Linked DNA regions of Gossypium hirsutum: region 2 is linked to region 1. Evidence: chromatin contacts called from public Hi-C data. All regions are on one chromosome and are shown on one strand. Each heading gives the region's core, a stretch centred on a gene start, on an enhancer-like site or on the middle of the called end of the contact. The rest is flanking DNA. Distances are from core to core; before and after follow the strand shown.

Region 1 (4,614 bases), core at 1,119-3,618:
CCATATCGAGATTAGTCACCCTCAGCATATGCCAAAGGCGATGCCTTGTTCGGGGATTCCCTAGTCCCCAAACATTTCAGCATAAGATTTCCATTACAATCGGCTGCCCTACCCTACAGAACCAGTCAATATCTCAGAATCAAGAACATAAGAAGTCCATCATTAGTTTTCCCCAAATCCATTTCATTAAAAACTAAAGAAAACTGAGAACTGCGTTGACGCTTCTTTCCCTCTCCAATCTCCATAGGGAAATCCTCCTCTCACAACTCCTTATTCGAATCCATATTCTCTATTCCACTAATACCAGTGTCCAACTTCCCTCCATATTCAGCCCAAGATTCGCTCTCGCTAGACGCAAAAAATCCCTATTTCAAAATAGACCTTATATATTCGCTAACCCCTCAGTTGTCCTTTTACCCAGCGATTTCTACAATTTTTTAATCCGTGGCCTTTCTCCCTTCTCCCGTAACTAAGGACTAGTCACCACCATTGCTCTTTTCGGTATTGTTTTAATCGAAAGATCCCACTCAGATACCAATTTTTTTCCCATTAACGATCTTGGCTGGGCAAAATCTCTCAGATTATCCCAATCAGCCATAAAAAAAAGTAAAATATCGAAAGCTTTTCATATTGGAATCGCGCATAAAAGAACCATTTGTTCTCCAGAATAAGTTTCTTATGCTTCATTAGCGGATTTCTCACATCAATCCTGACACGAATTCGCATATAACCCCCATACCATTTATTCAATGACTTCGCACCATACTAAAATTGCCCCAAAAAAGCCCCCAAATTGCCTAGCCATCATTTCTGACATTAATCCCGTCAGAAGATCATGAATCTAGACCAAAAAATCAACCCGAAACAATGGCACAACCATGAGGTCATCCCCTTCCTTTAATCGATGAAAAAGTAGTAAATGGTTGTTGAACGTTTAGGGACTTCCATCCAAGAACCTGTCAAGATCAATCTCATAGTAAAACTGAAAGAGAAACCGCTTCTCACCCATATAAGTAATCTTAACACCCCCATGAGGGTGCCATAAATTCACCAAAGTGGTGCGCATCGCCTGAAACTGTACAACAGTGGCCATCAAGAAGCTACCCACCACACTCAGATTCACCACCTACTCCCTCACTTCCTCCTTCAGATCTACTTGCCATGCCTCCTCCTCCTCCCTACCAGTAAGTGAAAGCACTGCCAAGCCTTTTTCCATCCTTTAATCATCGCTGTCAATAGCATTCTTTTCGCCTTATCCACCGCAAAAACTACCACTTAGAGATCTATTTTGAATAGAAAACCTTCTATATTTAAGTGTAAAAGAAATTACTGGATGAATATATATTTACTTAGTTTTAATAATTTGGATATTAGTTTTGTTTTGAATGATTAGCTATATTTATTTTATGATATAAAATAATTTAATATCATATAAATTAATATTTTGAAAGAATAAATTGGTTAGAAAGATATAAAATATTTTTTAAAAATTATGAAAATTAAATAAATTATTTTAAAAAAATATAAGAAAAAGAGAAATGTGCAACTTCTTGCAATATTTTTAATATTTTTTTTTAGAATTTAAAAATTAATTAAATACTAAAATGTCATCATGTCATTAAAATGAACAAACAAACCTTTCGATTATTTTTTATAAAAGTAAAATTAAAAAAAAAATTTAAAAAGTTAGAAATGTAAATGAGATTAATAAAGATAACATATAAGTGTATACTAGAAATAAAACCGTATAAGAAAATTGGTTTCTCAAATAAAGAAAAATGATTTCTTTATTTATTCTACTGTAATAGATGATAAGTATGAGCTTAATGCAAATTTCAGAAAAGAAAATATATAAAAGAAACCCCTTCAAAACCGTTGGCTGATGAGCTTGTGAAGCGCCCACAGTCCCAACATTCAAATCCGGAAACCGGTTACCGGTTTTCGCTTTCCCTCTTTTAAAGTGGTTTTTGAATCAACACGAACCTCCCGAAAACCAGGAGCCTTTTTCTATATTATTTTATTCTGTTTTTCTTTAATTAAAATAAAACAGGGGCTCCCACTTCACACCCTCTACCTCATATGTGGCGATTCGACAACACTCTGATGCCTGTACGTGTCTTCCACGCGCTACTCTCTTCCTTTCTCAATTTTTGGACCCATTTGCATGGCATCCCTTACCTTTTTCACCACCTGTCCTTATATTCAAGTATCCGTTTTACCCTTTAGAAAGCAGTAACATATCGAGCGCAAGTGGGGGTAGTTTAGTAAAAATGAGTTGTGCATCGATTTCCCCGAGAGGAGTTACGTTCCGTAAATATTTAGGTTGTCTTACGCAGAAGGGACAGTACATTAAGTACGCCTCCAATGGGGAATTGAAATTGGATTCCTTAATTGGGAGTGAGTTGCACGAGTGAGAGGGTGAGAGTAGTGAAATAGCAAAAGTATTTAAAAACATAGCAGTACCATGTTTTTATTGTTTTTTAAATAAAAATTGATTTATTTTTGAAAGCCAACCTCCTTGAATGTGGAAACCAGCGTTTTGGAAATTAAAACAACTGCGTTCCCCTGGTCCTATACCTGAAAACCCAGCGGCCATTTTTTCGTAAAAGAATATCTCTTATTTTTATATTTTCCTTTTCCGCTTCCCTTAAATACTCCAACTTCCCTCTTTTCTTCAATCCCCCCCCCAAATTTTCTCTTTTCTTTCTCCAACTTCTCAAAATGCGCATGAGTTGTAATGGATGCCGGATTCTTCGTAAGGGCTGCAGTGAAAATTGTAGCATCAGGCCCTGTTTACAATGGATCAAAAGCCCTGAATCCCAAGCAAACGCCACCGTCTTTCTAGCCAAGTTCTATGGCCGTGCTGGCCTTATGAACCTCATCAACGCCGGCCCCGAACACCTCCGCCCTGGTCAGTTTCACTTTCCTTTCACACATCTGCTCTGTTTATTTTTAATTTACATTATTTTTAGATTACTGTCTTTTCTTTCACTGATTTCTTTTCCCTATTTATTCAGCTATTTTTAGGTCGTTATTATACGAGGCTTGTGGTCGGATAGTGAACCCGATATACGGTTCTGTCGGCTTATTATGGTCCGGAAGCTGGCAGCTTTGCCAAGCCGCCGTAGAAGCTGTGCTAAAAGGTGCTCCGATCACTCCGATTGCGTCGGAAGCCGCTGCGAATGGTCAAGGGCCGCCTCTAAAAGCATACGACATTCGTCATGTTTCCAAAGATGAAAACTCTGCAGCCTCTAACGATGTCCAACGAGTTAAGACACGGTGCCGAGTTAAAAGAACTTTGAAGCCGAAGGTGAATAACCCGGTCTTAGAGGAGGAGAACCGCAGCTCGGAACCACCCGAACCGCGGTGTTACGCTGATGAAGGGTTCGAGGGAAACCGGTCGACGAGTCACGAGTCCTCGCTGAGTCACCAATCTGAGTTGGCTGTTATGGATGGGGAAAGTAAAGAAACCTCGAGTATGATCTCAGAGGAAACAGTGGCGGCTTCGCGGCTGTTTCCGGCGGGGCCGGAGCTCGGAGGTAAGGTGTTGGAAGAAAGGACGGTGGAGGGAAGCAGCGAGATTGGGCTGGAGTTGACGCTGGGGTTTAAACCGGTGATGTCACGTGCTTGTCAGGTGGTGGTGCCTGTAAAGAAAAGGAGAGTGGAAGCATACGGCACGTTCGAGGATAGTCAAACGTGTAAGTTTGAGCTGGGTCTTGACTATCCGGCGGCTTAAATGGCTTTTATAAAAGGAAAAACAAAAGGATAGTTTGTTCCCAGTTTTGGCGGCTCGTTTCCGGCTTTTGTTTTATACATAGAAGAGCTGTGGGTTGTTTTTTCTTTTTTTTTTTTTTTTTGTAAGTTCTTTTTGTAATTTTCCTTTTTCCCTTTATGTAAACAAAAGAAATAGTTTACATGAGTAGAAATGGTAAATTTTATAGGGGGAATCATAAAGATTTTATTTCTTTTCAACTTTATTATTTTACCTAATTGGAATTGTATTATGACAATGAATGAACTATACAAAATTTTATAAAACAAACTGGGACCTTGTATTTACTCCTATTTTTGTTATTTATCGTTAAAATAATAATGTGGCATTTCTAAATTTGTATAATAAAATATTTAATTTTCTTACATATTTTTATATAATTCAATAAACTTAATTTTTCACATTTTATATTATAGTAGCAAAGTTGAGTCGAGATTATTTTAATTTGAAAGCAATGTGTCCACAATTTAATTTGACAATTTATATATTTTTATAATTATTTATTTATATAGATTATTTATGTCAAGTTTTAATACTGTACTATTTATTTTATGTAAAAGCTTTTAACTTTAAAATATATTTATATTGTATATAAAACTTTTGATTGAATTTAAACACTAACTTAAATACCATTTTACAACTAATATGATTATCAAAGTATTTTTTAATAATTTATTTAAAAATACAATACTAAAGTAGAAAAGCCTCAACCATTACACAAAGAAAATGTTCCTCTTTTTTTTTTAGTTTAAAAAATAAAATTATAAATATGTTTGTTGTTAAAAAATTTCACCTACACAATAGGTATGATATAATTTAGTATTAATAAAAATAATATTCTA
Region 2 (5,008 bases), core at 590-3,089, 660 kb before region 1:
TATTTTTTTATATTATTTAAGTAAAAACCCTTATAAATAATTATTGTCATAAGATTCTTTTCTTTTTTGAGAATAGGAAAAAGTTAATTGGAAGTTAAATTTATTAACTTAACCATAAACTCCCATTCGATTTTTCACCAATTTATTTTCCACATGTCATGATTATAGTGGAGGGGCATATAATGGGTTTAGGAGAATTTTATTCCCCTTTTCAACGCTTAATATTTGGGATTTACTATAATTTCGTGTGTTAGTAAGATAGTTAGAATGCTTACAATTTCAAGTGTAGCTTACTTTAGAGTCATGCTAGTTGTATTCTTGTTAGAGTTTTATCTTTCTCTTGTGATTTATTAAAAATATATATATTTAAGATTGTGTAGTTTCTTGTAATATAAACTACATTTAAAGTTATTAAACTATTAATAAGTTTATAGTTTAATCAGTTATCTTTAAAAGTTTTATTTAAGTCACTAAATTATTAAATCCTAACTTTTTTTCTCTAATGTTAATAAAATTATTAAGAACGTTGTTAAACAAACCTAAAATATAGTAATTTAGATTAAGTTAATTCATTAAACAATAAAAAAAACACCCAAACTATTTTTTTAAGTTAAATAAAAATTACATAGATAATATTATATCATATTATATTATATAAACATTGATTTAACGGTTACATCAGTCATTTATTAAAGATTTAACAAGTCAATAATTAAATAAATTTTTTAAATAATATATAGATTATTTTCTAATTTTTAATAAATGATTAAAATATAACATTTTAAATAATTTAATAATTATTTTTTATTTTTTAAAATTGGATTTAGAATGTGCAATGGTTATTAGAGTGACATGTTTTTGGTTTTGGGAATGTTATTATTGGTACCAGTTCAAAATGAAGCTGGTGGCAGATGACCGAACAACGACAGCGTTTGTGGTAGCAGTGTTGAAATAGCATGTTTTCTAGAAAGTACCTGAATTCTGACTTAGAACAGTCCAACGGATATAAAGGTGGCAGTGTAAGAGTAGTTGGATGAGAATATATAATATGTTTTATAGTTTGAAGATGTAAATAAAATCAAAAGGCGAAGGCATACGCAATGACGATTGCGGAAGCTTCTTAAACAGAACTTTCCATACATCCTGCGTTACCGTGTAGCGTCAGAGATCACGGTCAAATTAATCCACCCTATTTTTTGGATAATTCCAGAACCCCAAAATAACTACGCGCTTCTCTTTTTTTTTCTTAATTTATTCAACTTTTTGCGTTTGACTATACTACCCTTCCTGCTTTTTCTTTTTTAAATACCCTTTATCCTCTGTACTATCAATGATAATAAAAAATTAAGATAAAAGGCAAGAAAAAGTTTAGATAATAACTTTTATAAAAAAAAATTATAAGTAGAGTTGAATTTTTGTCATGTATTCTTAAGTTGTATTTAAAAAAAATAATTTGTAATAAGTTATGAAAATTTTTATCTTCAAAAATGGAATTAAAATTTTATAGTATATTTTATTTTTTTATTTTATTTTTGTCACATGACAAAATCTTAATCACTTGTGAAGTTAAAATTTTGCACAATTAATGTAATAAATAATTATATTTTAAAAAATAAAAATAAATAAAACATTTGCTTAGAAAATAAAAAAATCGTCCTATTTTAATTTACAAAACCTAGTTACTAAGAAAGCATTAAATAAAAAAGGAGGTTATTTTTGGCATTTCGGTTATAGATAATATAATAATACAAATTGATTAATCAGCTGGGTCCCATTCCTGGATACAGCCCAGTTTTCTTTGTTGGATTAACGCCTATATAATAGGGACTTGAGTTCTCATCAAATTCAAAGCACTGCTTCCTCCGTATTCCCTAACATTGATCAACAAAATAATTCCCAATACTTGCCCTAAATTCAATCTATAAATTATTCTTAGAATTCTCAGCTGAAAACCGACCCCCCCCCTTTTAATCTGTCAATACAGAAAGAAAAAAAAAAGAAAAAAAAAGAGCAAATGGAAGGGAACAACTCGTACGGTAATGGATCATCATGGGCAGAGCAATGGGACTACAGCGATCCAGCGGCTTCCAACGGTGCTGCAAACAAGAAGAAAAGCAGCAGCGGTGGGGCAACAGCCAAGTACAAGCAGAAGGTCGGGGATGGGCTTGAGAAGACCAAAGCTGTGGCTTCAACTGGGATGAAGAAGGTCAAACAAGGAACCTCTTCGGGGCTTCAATGGATCAAAGAAAAGTATCATAAAACTACCCAAAAGCACTAGGATTATTAGACTTCGTTTATGTTGCTTTTGGCTTTTCCTTAACTGCTTCTTATTTTATTCATTCATATATCCATAATGATTTATTCCTTTTTTTTATGTAAAATTGCAAATAAAATCATAATAATTGATCTGTACTGCTTTAATGTAAAAATACGGTGTAATAAATGGATGTGAAGGGTAGAGACAATGGTTTTTAAATGTGAGATGTGTATATGTATATGAAATCATAAAAAGCTGCATGTTGGGCAGCCAGAGAGTTCAGAGTATGCTTATGGTATTGCTGATGACGGTTAAGGACAACCCAATTCTCTCTTATTATTTACCGGTTCAATTCACTACTTCAATTATACAACTTTTTTACATTTTGGTGCTTAATATTTTTTTTAAACAACGAGAACCTAAACTATTTTTTTTCCATATTAGGTTAACTGTTAGTCAAACTAAGTTAATTTTAAAACATTTTTACCTCAACTATGTTTTGGGTACACATTTTACATCTAAATGTTATATCATCAAAAAATATTTTGAATTTTTTTCTTTTACATTATTTTTCTGTCTATTTTTTTATTTTTATTTTTTCTTCTTTTATAATATCTAGCAATGTCAAAAATACTCAAAATTCACCTTTTTGAGATCTAGACGCTGGCGATTAATTTTGCTTTCAAACTTCACCGCCTATTAGCTTGACCTGACTAGATCGAAAAAGTTCCTTCATCGATCAAAACGAATATTTTTAGAATTAGATTGGTCGGTTGAATAGGTTGGACTAAGAATCCGGTTGAGATATCGGTTGAACTAATTGACCCGATATAACCCAGTTGAATTGAGCTAAAAAAATTAGTTTAATCGGTTTTCTCTATTTTTAAAATATTTTTATTTTTATGAATTTTCAATAATTTATTTGATCAAATTGGACAAACTAATCAAAACGGGAATTGATGACTTGATAGATTTAACTATGTTACACCCTAAAATACAGGGGGTTAATTGTAATGGATAAACAAGAAAATGTAAAGGGCTGAATGGTTAAATGTCTAGTAACCTCCCTAAAGACACAAGTTCAAGCTACTTTTTGAGCATTTCTTTTCTTTAATATTTTAGCAACTTAAGATAAAAGTCACCTCAAGCCTAACAGTTAAAGCACTAGTATCCTCTCAAGTGACCCGAGTTCTAATCATCCAATCCCCCTTCCATTTCCTTTTTAATTTCGACAGAACTGGCATATTTCTAAACGCTAGGTATTTAGCCATCTTTTCCTAATTAGACTTGGCATTTTGTTATATTGCAATTCCTATTAGAATTTTGTCATCTTTTTTTATTTTTTTCTCTTTTTTGCATTATATTTTTCATCTTTTTGTTGTCAATTATTTTGCTTACACAAATAAAAAAAGCACCATTAAATCATTCTTCTACAAGTTTAGTAATTGTCGTCAATAACATCTCTATTCTTGCCAAGAAACGGTAAATACACCTCATTCCTATGATTCAATTTAGTAACCCTGCCGCACAAATCTCCAAACTTTAATCTTTAATTCGACCAATTGATCTATTTGAAATCTTGATAAATCTTTTGCAAATCTTGGCAATCTTGACGTCAAATATTAATTGTGTACATATGTTTGAACAATCGAATTTAAATGTGTCAGATCAGGTTTTATCGTGAGGAACATCAATCAGACCTCCGATGAAAGGTGTGTGATCTTTCCCAAGTGAATCAGTGCTTATCGTGTGTAGAATCAGGGCTACATGGTCTCCTATATGGGTGGACCACATGGCCACCACATAACCATGTGCCTCTCAAAACCCCAGGCTAGTTCGTGAACCACACGGCCATAGCTCTTCTACACGGTCGTGCCTCTCCTATAGGCTAATTTTTGCATTTGCCACATGGCCGTGTAACCCTTTACGCGACCTAAAGCTTTTCACAAGGCCTGGACACATAGCTGTGTGACCTCGATTTTACAGTTTTGTTTAAAAATTTATGATATGTTCAATTTAGTCCGTCTATACACCTTGAATTATTTTTAAAGTCTTTATTTGCTCAATTAAGTCCCTATTATTGTGTTATTCTAGAATTGATGATCTAATGACTAAAGTGCAATGGCTATATTGAATGAGAAGTGAATATTACATGCTACTGTCATTTTGAAATAGATAAACTATTAGTGTTAATAATGTTACCACCCAATTGAATACATGTTAAGCATGTTTACTACCAGTGTTGAATTGAATACATGTTAAGCATGTTTACTGCTAGTGTTGATTTGTTCTATTATGAAGCATGTCATACTGTATTGCATGCGGTGGGATGATATGTGTAATGGTCCGATTTTAGCTAAATCGGAACAGTGGTTTCGGAACCAGAAATCTGAGGTCGTAAAATTATTTTAATACTATTTTTTATGTTTACAGCATGTGATTATATATGTGTGAAAATTTTGTGAGCTAATTTTATCGTTTAATAGCTTAATTTGATAAAAGGACTAAATCACGTAAAATGCAAAAGTTGCATTCTATATGTTAAAAGTGCTTAATTCCCATGGCTTATTAAATGAAAGGTCCTTATGTTGTAATTAGATCATTGATATTGGAGATGGACATAAATGGCCTTATATTAAGTGATTTATATGTTTATAATTAATGGATAAAATGGTAATTTGATTATTAAGTTATTATAATTAAAACAAAACCAAATTTTCCATCTTCTTTTATCATACTTACCCGAATTTG

What was found. A called contact is a pair of places that touch in the nucleus more often than the background predicts.
Region 2: a contact with region 1 is called in a Hi-C map of leaf, with 1.6 times the contacts expected there. The contact joins the promoter of LOC121211291 here to the promoter of LOC107927214 in region 1. A contact is called at or near these places in 2 of 34 Hi-C or Micro-C datasets (both in leaf).

Annotation. Positions count from the first base shown.
Region 1 is chrA12:11,445,686-11,450,299 of Gossypium_hirsutum_v2.1, reverse strand. It overlaps LOC107927214 (LOB domain-containing protein 41), which reads left to right and starts at 2,368. Exons shown (of 2, transcript XM_016858244.2): 1 at 2,368-2,911; 2 at 3,018-4,042. The coding sequence starts at 2,722. The coding sequence ends at 3,736.
Region 2 is chrA12:12,106,818-12,111,825 of Gossypium_hirsutum_v2.1, reverse strand. It overlaps LOC121211291, which reads left to right and starts at 1,839. Exons shown (of 1, transcript XM_041083938.1): 1 at 1,839-2,544. The coding sequence starts at 2,015. The coding sequence ends at 2,278.